2 separate regions of the Sus scrofa genome follow, and region 2 is linked to region 1. Evidence: chromatin contacts called from public Hi-C data. All regions are on one chromosome and are shown on one strand. The core of a region is the stretch at or near the end of the contact, and the rest is flanking DNA. Distances in the headings are between cores, read along the strand shown. Region 1 overlaps ETS2 (protein C-ets-2). Region 2 has its middle 82 kb from the start of PSMG1.

Region 1 (6,793 bases), core at 1,737-4,236:
CATCACTGTGGCAACAAGACGAAGTGAATGACCTTCCCCCAAGAGGCCTTTTTTTTGGCCTATGAACGTTCCCAGGTGAGGGGCTGAATCGGAGCTGCAGCCGATGGTCTACACATACAGCCATGGCAACACGGGATCCCTAACCCACCGAGCGAGGCCAGGGATCGAACCTGCATCCTCATGGGGACTAGTCAGGTTTGCACCCTCTGAGACACAACGGGACCCCACGATGATTCTGATGCATCAGCCTTGAGGCCTCGACTGCTACAAAAGCTCCACAGAGGGACTGTCTGCACTGGTGCACCTGCTGCGGCTCTGTGTTCCCCGCTGTTGCTCCCAGGATGGACGGAGGTGAGCCCAGCCACAGCTGCGTCTGCTAAGGCCTCTCCCTCAGCAAAACCTCCAAGAGCCAAGGGTTCAGAATCCGGAAGATGCTGTCAGGTCCTCCCCCCCTACCCCCCGGGTTTGCATGGCGATCACCAGCTGCTGAGTGCAATGGGGACCCTGAGACACTGCCTCCCTTAGCTTCCGCTGCCCCAGGGAATCCGGGAGGTGACAGACGGTGCACTCTTGGTGCCAGAGACCAAGGGCTCCCCGTATGCTGTCTTGGAGGGACCTGTATGGGACCTGTCCACAGCTTTCTCCTCCAGACGCGGCTTGTGAAGCCCTGCCCAGCTCAGCTGAGGAGCTGAGCCCAGCCCTCGGGCTGGCACAGAGTTACTAGGGGCTCAGGCCTCCCAGAAAAAAGGACACATTTCCTAGGACATTTTCAGAGGGTCAGGCAAGAGCCTCGATTTATACCTTTCACCTTTAATCAGATGATGGAGCAAGACGGTGAAGCCTGCCCGGTGCTGTGTGCATCACTGGGGGACCCTACACTGTTTATCACCGAAACAAAAGACCGCACTTCATGTTTCCCAGCAGCCAGGAATGCATCCTGTAGAAGTGTTCTCATCTGGACCCTGGTGAACCCTTTCTAAGGGCCAGAGAGTTGAATCTGGGAAGCCCCAGTGATGCAATCAGGTGTGCGAGCCCGGAGGCCAATTTCCCAAGCTCTGGACCTACCTCATCTGGGTCAGCGAGCTTAAACTCCCATCCGTCCCCCGTCCAGCTGATGAAAGACTGGCAGGATTTGTCGGAGAGCAATTCTAGGAGGAACTGCCACAACTGGATAGGTCCACTTCCTGCAGAGAAGGGGGTGGGCTAGATGTTTATCTCTAGATTTAAAATACAGCCTGGCTTTCGTCCTCCTACTGAAATAAGGGATGAGAGGCCTGGCTCTGGACTGGGTGCCAACCTCAAGGGGTCATTCTGGGTGCTGGCGACGGTCTCAGGTGCTTGAAGGGGAGGAGGTCAGACCCCTCCCTGAGGCAAGGGTTTCCTCCACCTGGAAAAGAGGTCACTAGGCCTTCGATTGCTGGGTTTGGTCTTTCTGGGGAAAAAAAAAATTCTGAGCCACCAACTCTAGGCATCAAAATTCCTCACCCTGTTTAATTGCTTCTTATGTAATAACTGTCCAGGTTTACTACTTGAAACTAGCCGAGGGACAGGGTGGGGGAGGTTGAAGGGGCCTTTCAACACAGAACAAGGCATGTCACTTCTGGAATCTCATGCTGGGCTCTCCTGCCAGATGATGGCGGCCAAATTGCTTAAGCCGAGACTTGGTTTGCTCAGCAGTCATGTGGGCATGTGGGCTGGTAGCTACAGCCTCACCACCTCTGTCTGGTGAGGTATATGCTCTGCCACGGGCTCTTCATATATTTTTTTTGGCTCTATCCTGTGGCAGGAAGAGGTTCCCAGGCCAGGTATTGAACCTGTGCTGCAGCAGCAACCCACTGGATCCTTAACCCACTACACCACCGGGGAACTCCTATCTTTTCCCGATTAGCATTTAGAATGGCCGCCGCCTAATGAAGTGAGTACGGCTGTATGGACATTTTAAACATACGAATAAGGTGGGGACTTCCCACTGGTAACGAATCTGACTAGTATCCATGAGGTTGCAGGTTCAATCCCTGGCCCTGCTCAGTGGGTTACGGATCCAGCATTGCCATGAGCTGTGGTGCAGGTCACAGATGTGGCGTAGGCCGCAGACGTAGCTCGGATCCGGCATTGCTGTGGCTGTGGTGTAGACTGGCAGCTGCAGTTTGGATTGGACCCTTAGCCTGGGAACTTCCATATGCCGCAGGTGTGGCCCTAAAGAAAAAAGACTACAATGGGCTTAGTGGCTAGTGAGTGCCTCGTCCTGGATCACAGGCCTGTCCAAGAGCCGTTCTCCAAGTCACAGAGGCTATATCATCAATACGTCAGTGTGGGAGTTTCTTCCTGAGCCTACGTTAAAATGGGTTAATACCACTCACGCCAGGCTGTTCTGGGGTCTACTGACCATCCGCCCAGTTAACCAAAAAGAGCTGGCAAGCAACAAATGGTAACTAAGAGTGAAATGAAAAACACGACCACCACGGCTGTTTCTTTCCTTATCAGGCTCTGACGCCCACGCAGAAAAATTCCAGCAGTTTCCACACGCTGAGCATTTTAACGCCATTTCCATGGCTGTTTGTTTTCCATGACAGAAAAAAAAAAAAAAAAAAAAAAAAAGCAGGCCCCCTATTCTTATTTTAACCTACTGGATTTTTTTTAAAGTAGATTTTTTTCTTAATCCCCAGTGGCTCCATTTGGTCCAAATATGGAAGAAAAAAAAAAAAAGCACATTTAAGGACACAAGAAGCAATGAAAAAAATTTTCTAATATTTTCGCTTAAGTACTGAAAATATCTGGCTCTAAAAACAGCTTTCATATTTGTCCCTGGCCTCGAATAGCCCGTACCCAAACCTTCAGGACGAGACGGACTGGAGAAGCGAGAAGAGGTAAGCAGTGGCTGTGTTATGTGAGGCGGGCTCTGCCTCCCTCCCCGAGCCAGTCAACATTCTCAGAAATTCCTGGCATGGCTGAGTCAGAGCTTAAGCCTCCGAGGCCTGTGGCTCCTCGGGAGCACTTACATTCCAGGTGAGGGAGCAGCCTGGGGGTTCTCGAACACCCTCCCCCCAAGACAGACCGGAGTCATGTCTCTCTTGGATTCAGTATCGGATGCCCACACATACAACAAGGGGGAACAACACAAGGTGGGCCAATGAGCAACGAGCATCGCCCTGGGTACACAAGGCATGGGGCTGGGCAGGTGCAGGGAGGGGGCGGGGACCTGGGGCAGCGTGCTCACCTGTGAAGCCGGCCAGCACGGCCGCAGGTATAACTGGTTTGCCTTGTTCCACCGGGTCGCTCCTCTCCTGGATGTAATCCTTGAAAGACATGGTCGGCTTGTTGAGGCAGAGGGACTGGCTGCAGTCGTCCTCGAAGCTCTCGAAGGAAGGGACCCGCTGCACGTCCAGCAGAGATGACTGGCTGGTCCAGGACTGCAGCAGCGACTCGGAGCTCTCGAAGCTGTCCGCACCGTTCTCGGGGGCATCGTGGTCTCCGGGCTTCCCTGAGAGAGAGAACCACAGGCTCTGACCCTCCAGGCCCCCGGGATGCCCGGCGCCACCACTTAGTGATGATGGTGGCTTCGTGGCCACCAGCCCCTTTCAAGCTGGTGTGGAATCTCCTAGACTTTGCATGAGGCCCTTAAGCTGAGCTGCCTATTCCTGAGGACGCACAGACCACCCAAGTGCATCTTCCATCAACCGTAGGATGGAGGCACTAGTGTCGCTCCAGAGTGGGGTGCTTGACTGCAAGAAGGGGCCACTGGCCACCACGTCCAGCCACGTGATGGTTCTCAGACATGACAGTGAGCAGAAGACAAACACAGGAGGAAAGAGAAGGTGCGACTGCACTTACACCAGGTTCAAGGACGGGACACACCACGGTGATAAAAGTCAGGTCAATGGCACGACCTTGGGGTGAGGCTGCTTCTGCCTGGGAGGGGGTGCGAGGGAGCCTTGTGGGGTGCGGGCTCCCTCTCCATGACAATCTGGGCGGCTGTCACACAGGTGTGTTGTGGATAAAGTCTACCTGGGCTTTGCGCATGGCATACGTGCATCTCCCTAAAAAGAGATCTGTCACCTTCCAACCCTGTCTCCCCCCGTGTTCCCCTGGGTGGAGGAATCTGGCTGCAGGAGCAGAGACTGTGTCGTTTACCCGACACCCACAGCCCAGCCTGGGGCCCGAAGCCTGTGAGGGGTGCGCTGGCTCTGACAGTGACCAGACAGAAAGGTCCCTGACCTCCAGTGGCTCAACACGGGAAGACTGGTTAAGAAGCTCATGCCGCCGCCCAAGCATGGCTCTGGGAATTAAACCAATGGCCCTGTTGAGAGGGGCGCTTGGAAGCCTGGATCTTACCAGCACTGCTGGAGAGCAGGTTCAGGCTGCTGCCGGCGAAGTCCTGGCTGACGGAGCAGTAGTTGACACTGACGGTGCTGAGCCGGGCCTTGGGGAACATCTGAAAGTCCTGCTCGGGACCGAGTGTGCTGGGCGCGGAGGATGCTGGACACAGGCTGTCCAGGAGGCTGCCTTTGGGGTAGTTCTGCGTCTGCACCCCATACGGGGTCTGCTCCACCCCAAAACCTGGAACAGAACCACCGACGGCAGTGCTATTAGGTGACATGACGTGAGGACCAGAGACACCTCCACACACCCAGCCATGCAGCCCTGCCCACTCCTGCCTTCCCTCTGCAAGACCTTGCTGGAAATGGGGGTTTCAGTGGGCAGGCTTCCCACGAAGCCCTCCTCTTCTCAAACTCCTCATCCTCTTAGGCAATGAGGCTTTTCCCAAAATGCCTGCAGCATTTCTGGACCCTGGGGGCATGGCTCGCGTGACTATCCCTACATTTCTCATTTATCAAGGGCTTCCGAGTGAGCCCCAGGATCACAGGGGCACCACCACGTTCAGCTCCCCAAGAACCTGAGGCTCAGGCAGGCTGAGTGACTTGCCATCCGGTACGTGATTCGTAAGGGGACATCTCCAGCCACCTGCCCACACCGGCTGGGGACCACAGTCACCTACACTCGCCAGGGTCCACCACCAGCAGGAAAGACCTGAATTCCACGACGCCTCTTTACATGCCAAAGTTCAGAGCAAGTTGGGTTTTGCTGTCCACACACTTCCCGTATCTGCCACCTTTGTTTGTTATGCTCATCCGACCACAGGAATCAGTTCCCTCCACTCTGCCCGATTAGTTATAGATTCCTGAGACCAATGCTGCCCAACACAAAGATAACCCAAGCCACCAAGGCCAGGTTTCTAGTAACCACATTAAACAAAACCAAAAAAGAGGAGTTCCCATTGTAGTGCCGTGGAAACAAATCCGACCAGGAACCATGAGGTTGCGGGTTCGGGTTCGATCCCTGGCCTCGCTCAGTGGGTTAAGGATCCCGTGTTGCTGTGGCTGTGGTGGAGGCTGGCAGCTGTAGCTCTGATACGACTCCTACCCTGGGAACCTCCATAGGCCAAAAAAAAAAAAAAAGAAAGAAACAGGTGAAATGAATTTGAACCTTTTACTTGACCTCAGCGATCCATTATCATTTCACCATGTAACCAGAATTTTGAAAATTATTAAGGAGCTGCCTGCGTCCTTTGTCCAATACTGAGACTTTCAGATCCGAGGGTGTGTGTTATATTTTCAAGGTGGACCAGCTACACTTCACTTGTTTAGTGTCTGGATTTATGGGCACCGTATGGGCAGGTGAAGGTGCCCTTGGACTTGCCATCAACCTGACAGGAAGACCTAGAACCAAGCTCCTAAGGGCAGAATTGATTCCACTGACCTAATGAATTGCTATTAATCCACTGAGGCACGGAGTTGAGGGGTGAATTTTCTTCATACTGCTCTTCTGTCTTTTCTTGGTTTTCTGAAAAAGAAACCCAGGAGACATAAGACTGGGGAAGAAAGTTCCTTTCTGGATTACTGTTCTACAGGAGTTTCAGCATAACCGAAGGCATTGAGCACTTGACACTTCATCGGATAGCGTTCCACGTCATCGGGTTATTTACAAACACAAGAGACAGAGACGGGCTTTCCTGTAATGAGAGTAAGTCTTCCCAAATTCACGCGGCCATCAGCCAAGGAGAATGTTCTATCGCCTCATGTGAGAGATCCAGATGGTGCCATCAACAAAGGGTTAAATGCTTGGGAAGTGCACCTGAACCTGGAGCTGGACTCCAGGTTAGTCCCAAGGACGGGGTCCTGTCCTGCTGAGGCTCATGACCCACTGGCTCGAACCCTGACAGTGTGTCCAGGGTGGTGAGCGCGACAGAAAGAGAAGTCAAAGCAGTGCCATGGGGGTCTGAACGGGGACCACCTGCCCAGGAACTTGAAAAGGGAAAAGGGTAGCACCCCCACCTGTCTGCTTACTTCCTCCACACACACAACCACACACACACACACACACACACACACACACGCACACAAAGACTCCCACACTGAGAAATGGCAAAAAGAGTCCAACCTGCCTGCTGAAAAACAGATTCACCAGAAACTTGTCCCATCAATCAGTCTTGTCCAAATTCAGGAAAAATTTGAGTCTTTAAAAATAACAGAAGCCAGAACTAAAAAAAGCTGGCAAATGACCCTAAGGTCGTTTTAAGAGTCTCAGTCTGTTATGATCATTGAAACGCGGAGTTTAAAATCAATTAAATAAGAAATAATTTCCTGAACCCTTCTAATGGACTTATTTTCCTGTATTTTTGCCTTGAATGACCCCTCACGATAATGTTTTTTTGGTTTTCCTTTTAAACTCAATGAACTTTCAACATCGCTCTCTTAAGGTCTAAATCAAGACTTTCTATATGATGAGAGTTCCT
Region 2 (7,078 bases), core at 491-2,990, 220 kb before region 1:
CTTCCCAGGCACCTGCTGGGGATTCTGGGGCATGGGAATTTTCTGTAACAATAGGCTACTTGTAAAATTTTTTTTACAAACCCACAAGCTGTGGGAGCTCTAGGTAAGTGTTGTGAAATCAGGATGCTATTCTGCGGGCTGACATGTCAGGGATTGGTTGCAGTTTCTATCCCCCCCATCCCCACCCACTAGGGCTGTTAGCTGGTGCTGAAAGCCGGAAAAGTCAATATTCTAATTTTTGCTTCCTGAGCAGATGAATCCTGGGTTCCTGAAAGTGCAGGTCTTTTTGGGGTACAAATTGCCCTTGTCCCTCGTGCCTCTTGGAGAGGAAAGACGCAGAGCGGCCCTGGCCTGTAACTATTAGAGCCCCTTTCCTCATTTTTCAATCGATGGTGGAATTTGACTGTTGCCGTTGGAATTGATTTTATGTATCTGTGTCTTCAGGAAATGCATGGACATCTCACTGCTCTCTTTACATAAAATGCTTGTTGATGGACTCTTCTGCTTCTGCTGTCCTGGCCACCGTCCCCAGGCGACACGATGGGGTCATGGAATTGAACCCTCTGCCTTTCCTCTCACTGGCTTCAGGAGTTCCTAAAAGATGCCTTAGAGGGGGGCTTCCAGCTGAATGTCACTGAGAGAAGTTTAGCAAAATATGTGTATGCGTACGTGCATATGTATGTGTGTGTGTGTGTGTGTGTGTGTGTGTGTGTGTGTGTGTATGTGCATGCATGTGAGTGTAACTGGGGAGATTTCTCCAAAGGATACTTAAACCTTTAATATCCACACGCACGCTAACATTTTTGGTTCCAGTCTAGGTGCAAATGCCTGTAGCCGTGTATGTATCCATGCAGGTGTGTGTGTACACATGTATGTGTGGCTGAATCATTTTAACACAATACACTCACCCTACATAGGCTATACATTCTGACATATTCCTTTCTTTCTTTCTTTCTTTCTTTTTTTGCTTCTTATGGCCTCCCCCGCGGCATTTGGAAACCCCCAGGCTAGGGGTTGAATCGGAACTGCAGCTGCCAACCAAAGCCACAGCCACAGCAATGCGGGGTCTGAGTTGCATCTGCGACCTACACTGCAGCTCATGGCAATGCCAGATCCTTAACCCACTGAGCGAGGCCAGGGATCGAACCTGCATGCTCTTGGATACTTGTCAGGTTCTTAACCCACTGAGCCACCATGGGAACTCCCTGACATATTCTATTCCTATTCCATTCTTGTGCCATTTTTATTGGTTGTTGGCTGTGACTGTCTCAGTTGATTTCATGACTTGCTGGTGGGTTGAGATCTTGTACAGATGCTGCTGGAGAACGGGACTTTGCAGGCGTGGGCAGGATGCATTGAGGCTTGGGATGCAACCAAGGAATTCCTGGGGTGGGGTGCGGCGGGGTGGCCTGCTTCTAGTGTTTTCTGCATTGGGGCACCTCCTCTTTCCTTCTGGCCTTGACCTCTGTCTGCCTTTGTTTCCATCAGACTAATTTTTTCCCTTTTAACCTCAGGCCATCAGCCTGATCCCTTGCCCCTACGGCTGCTCTGGTCTCCGCGGGGTCTGCCCTACCTCGCCCTGGCCTGGGTGAGAGGCAGGGGCAGGGGGCACGGTGGCTGGGAGACTTTTGATTGACTGCGGGCGCCTAGCCTCATGGCCACTGCAGATGGTGTGGCTCAGTCGGGCCACTCTAGATCACCGCCCAGCTTGACAGACCAGGAAGCCCTGCCTCCAGCTCACTGACGCACCGCACGTCCAGATCCAGCAGTAAGTAGGGGAAAGGGCAGCCTCTCCAGCCCAGACCTGCCTGGCCCCAGGCTGGGGGTTTTCATCACTGCACTGCCCAGACTCCCTTTGCCTTTTTTGGAGACAAAGGTTTAAGGGAAGAGCCCTGATAATGCCCTTGGAAGGAGGGCCCTCTCTTCATGGGAAACAGAGCCTTAGAATTCAGTCCTCAACTTTGCCGGCCTTAGGGGACTTTCCAGGAAGTCATGGGATGTGAACTTGATTTTGCTTTTAACACCAGGTCTGATAAAGGCTGTAGTCACTGTGCTTTTGTTTGTCGGCAGTTTCCTTGCCTATTCTTTTTTTGGTGGGGGCACGCCCATGGCATGTGGAAGTTCCCAGGCCAGGGATGGAACCTGAGCCACAGCAGCAATCAGAGCCACAGCAGTGACAACACTGGGTCCTTAACTGCAAGGCCACCATGGAACTCCTTCATTGCCTATTCTCTGTGTACCTGTATGTGGTGGGGGTACCTACTGGTATTTGACTGGTTTGGCAGGTGGGGGATCATGCTGGGGAGGTTTGGTATTTCTGAGGAAGCGCAGTGCTGTCCAGCCATCAGATAGGCTGCTCTGTACAGGTCATGAGCTCCTCGTTACTGGAAGCATCCAAACCAAGTTGCCCAAACCTCCTGGAATGCACGGCTTGGAATACCAAGATGTAGCATGGTGCCTGTATTCAATAAGCACTCAGTGAATGCTTGTTGGATGAATGAGTTTCTGAGTGTGGGCACCCCTTCCAGCCCCCTGATGAATCTCAGGGAAGATGGTAGAGAAGGCATTGAGGAACTCATCAATCGATTCGTCAGCCTTTCGTCTTCAAAACCAACCCAGCCAGAGGGTGGCCCAGCTTTCCTCAAATTCAAGTCAGCTGCTTATGTCAGGGCACATCCCAGGGCTTCAGATCAGAAGTTCTCTGATCTGAACTGAAGTTCACAATCAGAAGTTCTCTTTTTTTTTGCCTTGATATTGATTCTTTAAACAAAGGTTTTTATTGAAATACAGTTGACTTACAATGTTGTGTTAGTTTCAAATGCACGAAAGTGAATTGATTATACACACACCCGCACACAAACATGCACACATATACGGGTATATATTTTTTTCTTATAGTCTCTTCTGTTATAGGTCGTTACAAAATACTGAGTGAAGTTCCCAGTGCTGTAGGTAGGTCCTTGTTGGTTATCTGTTGTATATGGTAGTGTGTATATTTTGATCCCAAACTCCTAATTTGCCTCTCTCTTGCTTTCCCCTTTGGTAACTATAAGTTTGTTTTCTATGTCTGTGGGTCTATTTTTGTTTTAAAAATAAGTTCATTTGTATTGTTTTTTTTAGATCTCATCTGCAAGCAATATTATATTTGTCTTTTTCATCTGACTTACTTCACTTAGTATGATAATCTCTAGGTCCATCTATGTTGCTGCAAATGGCATTATTTCTCTCTCTTTTTTTCTTTGCTTTTTAGGGCTGCACCTGTGGCATATGGATGTTCCCCGGCTAGGGGTCTAATTGGAGCTGCAGCTGCCAGCCTGTGCTGCAGCCACAGTAACGTCAGATCTGAGCCACGTCTGCAACCTACCCCACAGCTCATGACAATGCTGGATCCTTAACCCACTGAGTGAAGCCAGGGATCAAACCTGCAACCTCATGGTTCCTAGTCAGGTTCATTTCTACTGTGCCACAACAGGAACTCCTATTTTATTCTTTTTCATGTGTGAGTAATATTCCACAGCATATGTGTACCACATTTTCTTCATTCATTCTTCTGTCGATGGACATTGAATTTGCTTCCATGTCCTTACTATTGTAAACAGTGTTACAATGAACATAGGGATGCATGTATCTTTTTTAATTATAGTTTTGTCTGGATATATGCCCAGGAGTGGGATTGCTATATCATATGGTAATTTCTATTTAGTTTTCTGTTTTCTATACTGAACCTCCATACTGTTTTCTATAGTGGTTGTATCAATTTACATTCCCACCAACAGTGTAGAAGGGTTACCTTTTCTCTACATCTTCTGCAGCATTTATTGTTTGTAGACTTTTTGATGATGGCCATTCTGACAGATGTGAGGTGGTATCTTGTAGTTTTGATTGCATTTCTCTAATCATTAGCAATGCTGAGTATCCTGTCATGTGCCTTTTGGCCATCTGTAGGTCTTCTTTGGAGAAATGTCTGTTTAGATCTTCTGCCCATGATTTTGATGGGATAGTTCGAGCTTTTTTTGGATATTAATCAGGAAGTTCTTAGCATTAATAGTGCTGCCTCAGGTCCCTTCTGGCCCGAGCGAGGTCCATGTCCCTGACATCTCTAGTGGCACTGGAAATGTAAGCGTGTGAGTACCCATGGATATATGGAACGTGCGTTCTGTCCTGTCCTGCCCTGTCCTATCCTGGCCGGAGGAGGTCCATCCTTCATGGAATGGAGCACTTGGAAGAGGCCACATCCTTTTGCGGTCACCCCAGAGCCAAGGTTGACACACTCCAGCCTGAGGGCTGCATCTGGCCTGCTGCCTATTTATGTGAGTGAAGCTTTACGGGAGCCCAATAAGCATTTTACGTATTGTCTGTGGTTGCTTCACACTATAAAATCAGAGCTGAGGAGTTGCAACAGAGATCACAAGGCCCATGAAACCTAAAATATTTACTTATCTGGCCCTTGGAGGAATCATGGGCTGACCTTTGATCTACAGTAAGAAGGTTCAAGATAAGTTGAAAATATGATCAGCAGATATTGCACAGAATTCCCTGAAATTTGTAAGATCTCAGCAAGGTCGGCTATGTGATCAAAATGATGGGGTTTCAGAGCCACTCCATCCCGCGGTGTAGACCCCAAAGGATTGAAATCCGCATGAACAGTCATGGCGGCTTTATCCGCAATAGCCCAGCGATGGCAACCACCCAAATGACCATCACTGCACAGTAAATTGTTATTCGGCATGGCAAAGGATGAAGTGCTGACGTGGATGAGCCTCGAAAACATTACGCTAATTCAGAAGCCAGATATAAAAGAAAGGTCCAGAAGAGGTAAATCCAAAGAGACAGAAATAATTTTTAAAAATTGTATTGGAATATAGGTGACATACAGTGTTGTGTTAGTTTCAGATGTTCACCAAAGCGATGCAGTGATACATATATACGTAGATATGTACATATATATATGTACTATATATATATATAGATATGATACATATCTATATATAGATTATTTTTCAGATTCTTTCCCCATAGAGGTTATTACAGAGTATTGAGTAGATTTCCCTGTGCTGGACAGTAGGTCCTTGTTATTTATCTGTTTTATATATAGTAGTGTGTATATATTAATCCCAACCTCCTAATTTATCCCTCCCCCCCAACGTTTCCCCTTTGATAAACGTAAGAGACAAAAATAACTAGTGCTTTCCACAGGCTGGGGAGTGGAGGGGAAGACAGAGTGATCCCTTAATGGGTGTGGGGTTTTATTTGGGGGGATGAAAATGCTTTGGAGCTAGATGGATGTGATGGTTGCACGATCTTATGAACAGACTAAATGCCGTCGACTTTCTCTTTCAAATGATTAATTTTATGTTGTGTGAATTTCACTTCAATTGAAAAAAATAATGGGGATGCTAAACAGTTAGATACATCCTGGGGGGTCACGTGCAGCCTCAGAGTCCTTGGTGCTCCAGCCTCCCTGGTCTGTGATGCATTTGCAAGTGTGCATCTGTGATGCTCCCAAGTCCCTTTCGAGGCAACACTGCACATGTGGTTTCCTCAGGGCAGAGTTTTAGTCAGTAGGCAAGCAGAGTCTCATTACCCATCTTTGGAATTTCTCCATCACGGAGGTCCCATTAACTGCCAATTAATTTCCCCATTCCAAACTTCACGGTCCTTAAAGATTCCTGTACAAGCAATAGTTGTTTAGCTAAGAAGCCTAGTTTTCACAATGCACCCATGGGAAATGTGTCTCCATTTCTAGGAGGTGTAGGCAGGCAGAGAAAACTGAGAATCGGGTGGAAATTCATTAACCCAGAGGATCTTGTTGCAAGGTTTTGTAAGGGACAGGACGGTGAAGGCAGTGGGAATAGGAGAGGCTAACTGTGGTCAGAGAGAAAGTCCATGTGGGCAATTATAGGAAGACTATGGAGGGGTAATTTGTTGACAGGATGCATGCTGCATTGTGCAGTTTTGGAGGCACCATAACAGGACGGCCCTGAGGTCACGTAGTGCACAACCTGAGCAACTGTACATGGTGGTCTTGGGTGAAAACAACTCACTGGACTAATTAGCTATAACTTTGATATTCAAATTATAGACTCATCTGAGATCATTATTTCATCTAACACTCTTATTTGAGGGATGAAGAAACCAGGATCCTAGGAGGTTAAGTGCCTTTCCCAAGGTCACATAGCAGAGACTTTGAGCCAGCAATCTGTCTTTCTCTTCTGGTGCCCTTCGTATGATGTAGTCATCAAAGAGGTTGGTGTAGAAAGGGAATGAATGGGAAAACCAATGTTCAAAATATCTTCTCCTGCACTTTGCCCTTGACAAGACCTTTATATGCAGCAGAAAACATTTGAATTTCAACTCTTGGTTTGTATTTGTTGGAGCGAGAGCTAAGCAAAAAATAGGTCATTGCCGAGCCTAGTGGAATAAGGGCAAGGTGAGGAATGGAGAAAAGACAAGGAAAGGCACCAGCAGGGGAAATTTAGAGAGAAAAGCCAAGGAAGAACGGAGGAAAATGGAAAACTGTGTGTGAGAAGGCAGAGAAAACGGAGACTGGAAAAATCATTGGAGCCAATGGCAGAGACGGGGTTCCATGCACACACAGCTGGGGGATCAGTGCTGGTGGGCAAATAGCCCAAATCTGTGGGTTCAAGGGGACTTGAGGAAAATCTGAACTCAGCCTCCAAGTTGCTCCCAGCAGCAACTGTCCTTTAAAAACCACAGCCCCATGGAGCCGAAGGCAGTGGATTGATTCTCCGTTGTGCGTTCCTGATGCCAAGCTGGAAGGTGGCCCCTCCTCCAGCAGACAAAGAACCAACAGTGGTCCTTTGAACCAACAAGACATTAGTGGAATCAAAGCAACACTGGAAACCCAGCATGTAGCTGAGAAAAGGTGGTGAGGAGAAAGGGTTCAGATCTCTTACAGATGAGTTCAGCAAGGAACAGAGGGAGGGGCTGGCAGGTTTTAGTGAGGAAAGCATTAAGTGTAGCCCACTCACCTGTCTTTAGGTACACTTGTCCTTAGGACCTGTTGTGTAATTCGTGGAGCCCATGCAAAAGAAAAGATCAGGGCCCCTTGCTAAAA

What was found. A called contact is a pair of places that touch in the nucleus more often than the background predicts.
Region 2: a Hi-C map of skeletal muscle shows a contact between it and region 1, with 1.5 times the contacts expected there. The contact joins two enhancer-like sites. A contact is called at or near these places in 1 of 47 Hi-C or Micro-C datasets (skeletal muscle) and 1 of 2 datasets of contacts at active chromatin or transcription factors (skeletal muscle).

The regions. Positions count from the first base shown.
Region 1 is chr13:202,474,459-202,481,251 of Sscrofa11.1, reverse strand. ETS2 (protein C-ets-2) reads right to left here. Exons shown (of 10, transcript XM_021070986.1): 6 at 5,758-5,841; 7 at 4,333-4,557; 8 at 3,218-3,481; 9 at 1,066-1,184. Among named protein-coding and RNA genes, the nearest start is that of ETS2, 14 kb to the right of the region's middle. Within about 2 kb of position 2,986, at least 23 of the 83 cell types and tissues checked have an H3K27ac peak or open chromatin away from gene starts, as enhancers often do. A contact at or near this core is called in skeletal muscle, where this site is marked.
Region 2 is chr13:202,690,018-202,697,095 of Sscrofa11.1, reverse strand. No RefSeq gene overlaps it. Among named protein-coding and RNA genes, the nearest start is that of PSMG1, 82 kb to the left of the region's middle. Within about 2 kb of position 1,740, at least 27 of the 83 cell types and tissues checked have an H3K27ac peak or open chromatin away from gene starts, as enhancers often do. A contact at or near this core is called in skeletal muscle, where this site is marked.